Regions from separate parts of the Anas platyrhynchos genome. Here region 2 is linked to region 1. Evidence: chromatin contacts called from public Hi-C data. All regions are on one chromosome and are shown on one strand. The core of a region is the stretch at or near the end of the contact, and the rest is flanking DNA. Distances in the headings are between cores, read along the strand shown.

What was found. A called contact is a pair of places that touch in the nucleus more often than the background predicts.
Region 2: a Hi-C map of subcutaneous adipose tissue shows a contact between it and region 1, with 1.9 times the contacts expected there. The contact joins the promoter of DEAF1 here to the enhancer-like site in region 1. A contact is called at or near these places in 3 of 8 Hi-C or Micro-C datasets (F5 follicle, skeletal muscle and subcutaneous adipose tissue).

Annotation. Positions count from the first base shown.
Region 1 is chr5:30,774,816-30,780,474 of IASCAAS_PekinDuck_T2T, reverse strand. It overlaps EPS8L2 (EPS8 signaling adaptor L2), which reads left to right. Exons shown (of 20, transcript XM_038179458.2): 3 at 4,923-4,987. LOC119717031 (a long non-coding RNA gene) reads right to left here. Exons shown (of 3, transcript XR_005265980.2): 3 at 1-5,659. Among named protein-coding and RNA genes, the nearest start is that of TALDO1, 31 kb to the right of the region's middle. Within about 2 kb of position 2,179, at least 2 of the 8 cell types and tissues checked have an H3K27ac peak or open chromatin away from gene starts, as enhancers often do. A contact at or near this core is called in subcutaneous adipose tissue, where this site is marked.
Region 2 is chr5:30,820,704-30,826,362 of IASCAAS_PekinDuck_T2T, reverse strand. DEAF1 (DEAF1 transcription factor) reads right to left here and starts at 3,482. Exons shown (of 13, transcript XM_072038642.1): 1 at 3,136-3,482; 2 at 1,298-1,395; 3 at 780-908. The coding sequence starts at 3,482. TMEM80 (transmembrane protein 80) reads left to right here and starts at 3,384. Exons shown (of 5, transcript XM_027458104.3): 1 at 3,384-3,499. The coding sequence starts at 3,481.

The DNA.
Region 1 (5,659 bases), core at 930-3,429:
TGGGAGGAAATTGCTACTGCTGCTAACGCACCAGTGTTCATTCATACAAAATTAAGGAGGTGGAGGACAAGGCTATGCAGAAGGGCAGTGTGGGAGCCACTCGGACACGTGTCCTGTTTTCTCACGTCTTTTCTGGCAAAGGGAGTTCACCCGGCTCACATAAAGGATCTCCTATTATCTGCAGAGTTGCCTTAGCTTAAAACTTAAAACAGCCACAGGTCTCCATGCAGGCATCACCCTGTGTGGCATATTTGCTTCAGCCCAGCATGACCAGAGCCAGCTTTAAGCTAAGGCAAATAATGATGAATCCAGAGAAAGGCTTACATTGTTTCATCACACTTCTTTGAAGTAAATATACCAATGAAACCCTAACCATTTCCTAAAGCTTCCACATCTCAGGCAGATGTGACCTAAGATTGCCTATTTTGTCATTTACAGCCCAGATCCTTACTTCTTCCTGCATTTAAATCAAAACTGAGCACTAGAAAAAGAGATTTCAGCGTTTTGCATCTCTGCTGCCCAGGAAAGCCCAGCTGTTCTCAGGCTGTGTAGTTCTATTTTGAGGATACCAGGAGGAAACATGAAAGGAGAGGTTCCCATGGGCTTAGGGGCCAGGTAGAAGCCAACAAGGAGGGTTTTCAGGAGAAGGAAGAAGCAGACATCTTAAAGGGAGGGACAGGAAAGAGAATATGCAGAAACACCCCTTTCCTCTGCCTGGGCAGCTTCTGGGATGTCACTCGAATGGCATCCTGAGACAAAATAGAGGCACATTGTTTGAGTTGTGTGGCTCTTAAAGGCAATACCTCCAGGGAGAATGAACAGAGGGAGTGGGAACCTCTGCGTTTCCCCACCACGCACCACCCATGCCTTATTTTATATCTTGCTGCCAGGTTTGTGCAGCTCCAGCTCTGCAGCAGCACCTGGCACTGGGCAACAGCCTTGCCACAGACCCCTAATGCGAGAATCCTGGCTGATAGCAGTGATTGCTCCCAAACTGGAGCAGGCAGAAACTCCTTTCTGCCTCCCCCTTGGCCCTCTTTGGCTCAGAGGCTGGTGGAGAGGGAGCTCCAGGCCCCCAGCACTGGCACCGAGCTACAGGGCCCTCACCAGGGCTGGAAAAGGCTGAAGGGGCCTGTGGCTGGGCTCCCTCTGTAAACCCCATCTCCCCAGTATCCAGCAGCTCTTGACACTGCTCAGCACCCTTCCTTTCAGAGCTGAAGATGTTTCCTGCCCTAAAGTAAAAATCCTTTGTTTCCAGACTGCCTGCTTCAGTCTTTTTCCACTCCCTTTTAAAAAGGAGCGGATGGGATGTGTTAAAGTCCAAATTTGCCTCCATCCCACACAGATGCAGTGTTCTCATTTCCATTAGTGTCATCGATGTGCATGAGAAATGCTTGGTGAGGAAATTGAGGTTACTGAGAGAAAAAAGTTACCCACATGAGACACAACTCCCTGCGGACGTGTGTTGCCGTGTGCCCTGTCCCAGACCTTGCCCCACATTTGAAGTAGAGCAGACTGCAATTAAAACAGCAAACAAAGTGCCATCGACCCTTCAATGTGAGCCTAAGGTGGGAACTGGCCGTGCTGAAATATTAATTCATTTCCTCAAGGTCACTCTGGGAGCTACGGGTTGAGCACTGAGCTGTGGGTGCTCCAGCCCTGGAAGTGTTCAAGGCCGGGTTGAATGGGGCTAGGAGCAGCCTGGTCTGGTGGGAGGTGTCCCTGCCTGGGCCAGGGGGGTTGGAATGAGATGATCTTTAGGATCCCTTCCAATCCAAGCCATTCTGTGGTTCTGTGTGATTCTGTGAAGGTACAAAGTACACGGGTGTCCTGCCAAGCTGATGAGACACTTCTCAGGCTTGAAAACAAAAAGGGTTAGAAATCTGTTGCTATCAACCCTTGCCAGGCTTCAAACAAAAGCACCAGCATCCTTTTTCATTTCTATCCTCTCTGGGCCCCTCTTTGTATGATTAAGATGTTCCTGCATCTGCAGGCAGTTTTGCTACCAGTGCTCAGCCCTGTGTCTTTGCAGAACTACCACGAGGGGCTCAGTTTAAAAGGTCTTCTGTGATGGCAACTTTTGTTTCACCTAAAATGAAGATCCCAAGTTAAATCCCACAGAAAGGAAACCTTCAGGCCAGTGCTTGTTCTGGAGAGACACCTGCTGGCAGAGCCCTAGAGCTGAGCTCTGAAACGTGTTCATCCTCCCTTCTGTTTCGATGGAAGTCAAGCAGAAATAAAAACATAACAGAGATGCAAAAGAGGCCAGGGGAAAAGGTTCGCGCTAAAGGGGTGGAACTCAAAGCAAGAGCTTGACCCAGAGCCTGATCCCAGCTCCACCACCCCTTGTGTCTGTCCGAAGCAGAGCAGTCACAGGGGGACAGTGCTGAGCAGTAAAATGCTGCAGAAGACCAGCGGTCTAATATACTTGACAGTTAAAAGCCAGTTTTTAACTGTCCTTCCTGCCAGCACTCTCATTTTAGGAAAGCCAAAGAAACCCCAAATTCCCATTTGGTGTGGGCTGAATCGAAGTAAGCTGAAACAAGAGCACTCACGGGTAAGCTGGCTCAAAATCACATCTAGTTCTAGGCAGGAAAACCAAGGCATGTAACTGCATGTTACGTGTGGGGGCACACACGCTCCTCAGGAAGGATGTGTGGCTTGTTTGTAGAAATCCTGGCTATCGGTGCCAAGAAAGCACTTGCCTATTAGTTATTCTAACTCCTGTCAACTCTCCAGGAAAGATGAGTAGCAGATTTGGGCCAGTTTCCCCTCCATTTGCACAGGATCTGCTGGCAGGTGGATTAAATAGAAGTGATTCAGTTGAGAATTGAATGCTAGGAGCCCCCCAGAACTAAGCTGAAGCTCCTGATGGATGCTTTTGGGTTTTTTGCTCTTGTAACAGCAGCACGCTCTGTTCACTGCAATTACTCCCCCCAGGTGCTTCCCCACATACAGGATTTAAAGGAGAACACTCGTTAAGTGTTGGCCTAATTACTTCCCAGCCACTTGCCCACTTCCAGGAGTCTCTGTGGCTCCCGGTGGTTCTGGAGCAGATGTAAAGGACAGGCTTGGTAGACTTGAAGCAAATGACTCCATGGTTTAGGAGCAACCAGGAGACTGTGCTTTCCTAGGGCAAAGTGAACAGAGAGTACCTTTCTTGGGATGCAGCCAGGAGTGAATGCAAAGGCTGCCAGAGGCACTGCCAGCACTGAGCGTGACAGCTTTCCCGTATCCGTATGCCCTTCTGTCCCCCTGTCACTGTCCCTCCCACAGCAGCCACGATAAGATGTACTCAGGCACCTTAAAAAAAAAAAAAAAAAAAAAAGAGGCTGCTGACAATTCTTCAAACAGCACAAAAGCAGACCTGGTGTCGCTCCCTTCTGCTCTTCTTTTGATTTCATCACCCACACTCACCACTCGTCCTCCTCTCGTTGTGATGGGAATCCATCCCACAGCCATTTTACTGCATCCCTGCTGATGGTGGCTGGGCTCAGGGAGAGCTGCTCGAGCCCTGGGTACATATTACCAGTACGTCTTGTAAGTCTCTGGGGAGCGCTTTTCAATCAAAATGTGGCATGCTGCTAAAAATATAAACCAAAGAAACATGTTGGGAGGTTTTATCTGGGTCTGGCAAAACTTCACCAAAAGAGAGAGAGAGATAGATGGATGGATGGATGGATGGATGGATGGATGGATAGATAGATAGATAGATAGATAATTTAGAAACTGAGTTCAAATTACCAGAGTTTCTATGAGGATATTCTTTTTCTGGGTGCCAGTCTCTCTAAATAGGAAATTTGTAAAATGAGACCACATGTTCCATGTTTACAGGGAAAGGGAAAAAAATAGAGAAGCCAAAATCCCAGAGAAGGCATTAAAGAGAGCTTTGAAGTAAACCACAAATAAACTAAGAATAATATATATTTATTTAAAACACAAGCAGCCCCAGAGTTTGCTGTGCCATGAAATCCTCTTGGTTGTGACTATTGCTGCAGAGGCCAGGATATTATAACACAAGCTATTTCCAGCTTAGGATGGGTGAAAACATATAACATGACAATTACATTTTCTAAGCAAACCAGAGATCAGAGGATGTCCTCTGCTGGTGAGGAAGATGTTTTCAGTTTGGTTAGTCACAAATCACTCTGAGACTTGAGACCTGGTAGAGGAGTAGAGGACTCACTGGACACATACCAATTAATTTATGAGTAAAACCTGACAGGGTAAAATCTTATAGGATTGTATGCCATAGCCTCATTAAAATCCAAGCAATGTATTTTTTTCCAATTGCTCTTAGTGCTGCTTTCCAGTGAGAAATGCAGGAAGTAATAAAGATTTGTTGCCTCATAAAAATATTGTTCAAAAAAGCCAGGCTCTGACTGGTTGGCCTTGATCCGTACAGCCCTTCCTATCAGCCCTACACTGTGCCTTGCCAGTAAGAAATGTAAGAAATCAAACCAGCAACGTCACAGCGGCGCAGAGGGTTCCTTCTCGAGTCTAGAGGACATGTAAATGGGCTGTTGTGTCCAAACTGGAGGATTGTGGCTGGATTTTATTTCTTGCCACATGCACGTAACAGCCCTGTGCCGGCCTGCTCAGCCTGTTCCTCTTCTTCCCAGCCCTCTTCCACGAGTGTCCTTGTCACTTGTTGTCTGAGGCTTCCCCGTACACAAGATTTCATTTCCTCCATAACCAGTGCTGGAATCAAATTAGCAGTGACGTTACAGGATACAACTTGAATGTGCATCCTATACACCTAATTTGCCAATCTTCGAGACAAAAGTTGATGTCCTTGATTCTCAACACTGATTGAAACTGGAAGCTCAGAGAATAGCACCCCACCATGAGAACTATAATTCTCCCTAATATTCTGATAAACAGACGTTGAACTGAAAGCTTGTTGTCTTTTTTTTTTTCAGAACAAAGGAAAAAATATTCCAACTCCAATATCATTATGCATGAGACTTCACAGTACCATGTACAGGTGAGTATGCAATGAAATTTTATGGGACTGAGAGGCCTACGTCAGTGATAGATGCTGATAATGAAATGTATTTCATTTGTCCTGGAGTTTATTAGGTCAAAGACCAGCTGGGGAACCTTCTTACAATACACAAGTGTTGCTCTCCACACCCTGGGAGAGGCAAACAGCAAAGCTGCTCCATTCTTCCTTAAGGGAGGTGGGACTTCCCCATTGCCCTACTTCTTTTTCCCAGCTGCTGCATGCAGATAAATTTGCCTCCTGAGCTTCCCTCCGAGGGGTTGTAATTTCTAGCTCCTGGACTGCAGGGCATGCCTGCAGACAGCCACCCACTGTAATTCCCCTCCTTGTGCTGTGGGCCACCCTGGAGCAAGTGGCTGAGACCACGCAGATCCTCTCCATCCATGGAGCATGCTGCTGAAGCTGGGATCCTCGGGGCCTCTCAGATTCCTTTGTGACAAAGAGGGATGAAAGGAAAGAGCATATGTAGGTGAAGCACAGGAGTTTGTTCACCAAACATGCTTTGAGGAGACAAACTAAAGGACGAGAGAACAAACTACAGGAGAGCAGCAGAAGTCCTGAGATGATTCCTCTCCAAAGACTGACCTCACTCCTTCCTATGAGTCAGAGGCTTCGGGCTGGACTGGATCTCTTTCTTTCCTCTCACACACTGCC
Region 2 (5,659 bases), core at 2,233-4,732, 45 kb before region 1:
CCTTTCCAAACTGCTGCAAGTAACACAGTGTACAACAAAAAATTAAGGTTGGAAAAGATGCCCGATGTAAACTAGAGCTGTGAGTCTGCCCTGCCAAGCTCAAGAATTCCTCACAGAAGGTAACATTCTGAAAATGGCAGAAAATAAAGCAAACTGCTTGTTAGGAAACAAGCTCTTAACGGTGTGTTAAATGCTCAGCTCATAACCTGCAGCTGTCCGGATCTTACAGTTCCCAAAGGGCAAGACTGTAAAATGTGACTGCCTGCCAAAGGTTTGCCATGCCATCTTGTGGGCAGAAAGGAAACTGACAAGGCAGCTGCGAACAGAAACCTTAACCATGAAGACACCATCTATATTACAATTAAATATCAGCAAAAGGCGTGAATGGACACAAAACTATGTGCAAGAACCCTTTAAAAAGAACCCACGTGCAGAACTATGACACTGATATTTGTATTATCAATATCAGAATGATCGATCTGAATTTGGGGTGGGATGGATGCAATAGCCCAGCAGCAGGGTGAGCTCTTTCCAGAAGCTTACTTGGCAAAGATTAGGGCAATGTATAAGAAAATGAAATACATTTATGAGACCAAAACCAAAGAGTAAATATTCTTCTTCTACTCTCAAGAAACACAAGAAACATTATGTTAAGAGAGGATCAACGGTCCCCTTCATAATATGCCTGATGTTTGTTTTTTTTTTATTATTTCCAGCAACACAATTAAAACGCAACCCCTCTGGGAGAATGACACTTCAAAAACAGATTGCCTTATACCTGGTGTGAGAGGTGCTGATGGTCCCTTCAGCCCCGTGGTTTCCACAATGCTGCCGTCTGTGTGAACGACTATGAGAGTGGCTTTTTCGGTATTCAAGCTGTCCCCAATTTGGAGGGCCGTTCTCCCAGACTATGGAGGAAATAAAAGAGTTTTAAATCATAGAGTTAAAATACCAATGTATTTTAGTATTCCCACAAATCTTCTCAAAGTTACCCTAAGACACTAACAATATGGCAATAACTAGGTTAGTTTTTGAGCTTTAGGCCAAGCAAATTCAAAGCTTACATGTTCTGGGTTGTTCCATTACAGAATGGGTGTATGTGGATAGAAAGGTAAAGAAAAATTCTCCAAGTGATAAGGAAAAAGCTGTATGTATATCAGTGGACGGTTTTGAGCCTTAATGTCTGTACACAGCAATGAAAACACATTTTTGATCTTGTACACAACTGAGCTCTCCATTTACACTAAGAAAGCGTGTGGGACTTCGCTAAGACCCTCAAATCAAAGGTCAGACTCACCAGTACATGTCCTGAAATTGAAGCTGCATTTGCCACAGATGTGGTGAAAACATTGTCTGCGGAGGCACCAACGTTGGCTACTGTTACTGTGGTGACTTCTGAAACATAAACCAGAAATAAATTCTGCTGTGTCCCGGGAGCCCGATTAACAGTTCAACATCAAAAGATATAACTGCATTTCCTTCTTCTTCCATATTGAGCATCTGTTTAATTTTTCATGACAACTTTAAGTCATTATAAATCCAATCACTCTGCTTTTTATTAAGCTTCAGGTTGAACGTAGAATAGTTTGGGTTGGAAGGGAACCATAAGGACCATCTGGTTCCAACACCTCCCACCAGACCAGGTTGCTCACAGCCCCATCCAGCCTGGCCTTGAACACCTCCAGACAACCACTAGGACACCAGCATGCTTTAACCTCCTTGAGAACATAACAGTACCATCAGCATGTGATGCACTAAGTGGAAAAAGAATATTCCCTCTTTACTAAAAAAAAAAAGTGATGTTTTTTTATTAAAAGAGATGACTGGCAAGCATCAAAATAAGGAGAACTGACCATGCCTCCGACATGTTAATTTTTAGGCTGCTGCTTGTTATCTGTATACCTTATCCAGTCAAAAACAGTTAAATGTTAGGCTGTAACTTGGATATGATATATACGATATATACTACATTTGACTGCCTAGCTAAAACCAGGGATTCTTCCATACCTTGCACAGGGTAAAAGTGAAAAACCAACAATGCTGAAGCTCATGTGTACAAGGAGGTAACAATCCAGCACTGTGAGATCTGATACTACCTGCGTTACCAGAGCATGCTTCCAAAATTCAGGATATTTCAGGGCACTTTTAAGGGGGAGATTTGCACATAGGGCCGAAATAATTTTAGACACCAACGGGAGGCTCCCGCTCCCCTCACTTTGTGGGATGAAAACAGTGAAGTCAGTGCTACTTTCTACAAGTCTGGGAGTCAGCACAGCTTTAGCGTGAACCTGGGACATGTTCACCATGTTACTGGGGGCAATAAATGTAATCAACTCTCCTCAGCAACACAACTGCGGACACCACAGCGAGAGAGACGGAGCAGCAGCGCACCCCTCCGCCTCAGCCGCCCGCCCGCCACTCACTGAGGCGCCGCCGGCGGTGCGCGTGTGGGAGGGGGGCGAGTGAGGGGAGCTGCGCATGCGCGCTGCCGCCCGCCCTGACCTGCGAAGGCGGCGGCCTCGTCGGCGCTGGGCAGGGCCCCGGCCGCCATCTCGAGGTGCTGGGCGTCCGCCGCCATCACCGTCACGGCCGTCACCCGCGCCGCCTCTTCCTGCCGCCGCTCCGCCTTCGCCTCCGAGGCCGCGGGCTGCGGCTGCTGCTGTTGCTGTGGCGGCCCCCGCTGTTGTTGTTGTTGATGTTGCTGTTCGGCTCCTTCCCCAGCCGCCGCCGCCACTGCGGCCGCCGCTGCCGCCGCCTCCGCTAAGCCCAGCTGCTTGGCCGCCGAGTCGGCGTCCTCCATGCGGGGCGGCCCGGGAGGGGTTTGGGGGACGGGGGGGGGGGGGAGCGGGACCCAGCCCGCCCGAGCGGCCCCGACCCCCGCCGAGAGGGCCCCGGGGCGGTGGGGGGGGGCCCCCGAGGCCGCTCGGGCGCTCGGCGGCCGAGCGGAGCCGAGAGGAGCCGAGCGGAGCCGAACGCGCCCCCCCCCGGGCGGGCCGAGCGCTTCCGAGGGGGCCCGAAGCGTGCCGAGCGCTGCCGGGCCTCGTCCGATGGCTGCCGAGGCGCGGGGCCCGCGCTGCCTGCCGGCTGGCCAATCCCAGCGCGGGACGCGGCCGAGGCCGCGGCCCGAAGCGATACCTGACAGCTCGGGCCTCCCCGCCCGAGCGCGCCCGAACAGGGCCGAGTCCCCGAGCGGTCCGGCCCGCGGGGTCGAAGAATCCCGAACCCGCTCGAGTCTTTTCCGATCTCGCCCGAAGGCGGCTGGAGGCGGTGGCGAGGAAAGCCGAGCTCTTCCGAACGCTCCTCCGAACGCCTTCGCCGGCCCGAACGGCGGCGCCCGAACGGGCACTGCCCGAAGCCGCCCGAAAGCGACCGAACCGGGCCGAACGCTCCGATCGCAGCCGAAGAGCGAGGGGCGGGGCGGGGCCGCGCGGCGCGGGGGCTGCCGGGACGCTGGAGGACCGCCGGGGGCGGGCGGCCGACATGGCGGCGGCCAGGCGAGGTGAGCGGAGCGGGGCCTCCGCCGCTCGGGGTCGACCCCCGGCCCCTTTCCACACGGGGACAGTGCCCGGTGCCTTTCCTACTCCTCCCGGTGTTGTTAAGGCCGCGGGAGGGGGGCCTGGCGGAGGGAGGGCTCTCCTAGCCCCAGGCCGTGTCGCGACAGTTACGACATGGCGCCGCGGGAGGGGGGGGGGGGGCAGGGGGCACAACAGCAGCCTGAAGGAGAATTCTGTCTTGCGATCATCGCACCGGGCGGTTTTACCTGCAGCTGGGGCTGCCTGCGTGCCCTTAATACAGTTATGGCACTAAAAACAAACAAAAAACAGACAAACAGAAAACACATTTTTTTTTCTTTTTTAAAGAAAATTGATTGTATTCTGTCTCCAGTAAGGAGGTGACCTGGGGGGAAGTCTCGGGCTGCAACCCCTGCTCGTCCCAGGTACCCAAAGAGTTTAGGTTCATTAAAGCGCTTACAGGAGGGCTGTGTAAGTGCTTTAATGGGAACCTGCACTGGAGACAATTGGTGCTACGCCCGGTTTTCTTTTGGACCCTACAAGTTTTAGGATAGGCAGAAATGAGGTGCCAGCCCGCGTGCAGCAGAAGGCACTGTTCAGGGTCTCACAAATGCAGAATGCCCATGTTGCTGCTGCAAGTCTGTGCGCTTCGTGTAAATGCTTTAAAGGTCCTGTTTTGCTTCTTCTTGGGTGCCAGAACTCTCACGTTCGATTTCAAAATGCCCCGGCAGCAATGCAGGCTTCATTAGTCCTAGCAGCGACATGGGCTCGGGTTGTTGGGGTTAGCAACCCACAGTTTTAATTCGAATATATGATTTTAGTTATGTATTCAATAATTATTACTAAAGCGCCGTATCGCTTTCACGTTGTGAGCTTTCGGTGTTTGACCTGTGTGAAATGTCCTCCACCCCTCACGGGGAGGCAGCATATTCTAAACAACAGTGCCTGCAAACCTGTGCGTGGAACAGATGCAAGAATGTGCTCGGTGCCCTCTGGTGGAAAAAGATCTTACAATGTACAAATAAACGCGGGGAGCTGCCATTAGGGAATTCAAAATGTTTCAGGTCGCCCATACGATAAAACCGCACTGCTGCAATTATCCCCCCTGGCATCCCACAGGGCTGATGAGTGGGTGATGATACGTTGGTACGCCTCGTATTTGGTTATGTTTGCTGCTCCTTAGGCAGAGCTCCATCTCTGGACGCCGCTTGTAGAACGATAACATGCCTGCACACGTAGCTGTGGTGTTTCACCTTAACACCCCGCTTCACAGCTGAGAATAACTGGAAGGTGGAGACATCTCCTTAGTCCTGAGCAAGGCAGGAAATGCACGGTCCTGATACAAGGCATTGCTTTCATGTGAGGGCTTCTCTGGGATGTAAATGTGAGCACACATTTAGCCATTAGTCACGGCAAAACAAGACATGTAATAAAACCTTTAACTACAATCCACAAAAAGAAAGAAAGCATTTATCAAAACGCTTTTTGGCCAAGTGAAGGGACCAGTCTGGTAGGAGCCTATGCTCCCTTCACAGAAAACGGAGCGGAGATGCAGCGTGCCCAAAGGCATTTCAAGTCATAGACAGTATGAATCACCTAAAATTGCTTGCCTATTTCCACTGTGTTCCCAAATTGGATAGCTTAATTGGGTGCCTAAAGTTAGTGGGGATTAATTTGGGCCCAAGTGCATAAAGCTATGAGGTGACGGGGACATTAACCTCACAAAGCCCAGGGATGGAGGTGGTGAGGTGAGCACGTCCTGCTGACACGATGATGATGAGATGCCTTTGCCAAGACAGGTGGCATGGCCTTCCACAGGAGGTTTTGCTCTCCCTGAAGCAGGGATTGTAACTTTTCCTTTCTTCCTGCCTCTGAAACAGGCTGAGAGTGTTGGGAGTTACTGAAGAAGTATTTAAATAGGTTGTTGCCATCATGTTGCAAGAGAATTTTGTTTGGGGTTTTGGATAGAAAAGAGTAAAAGGATCCGTTAACTTGTATTTTGTGTCGGGTCTGTGGGTGATCAGAGCACGAGGGTTTTACATGGAACGGCTGCTTTTGAAGCAAACTGGCTTGGAAGGATGTTCTTCTAGAGAAAGGAGGGAGCCCTGTGTTCTGTGCTACCTCTCACAATTTAAAAGCAAATGTTA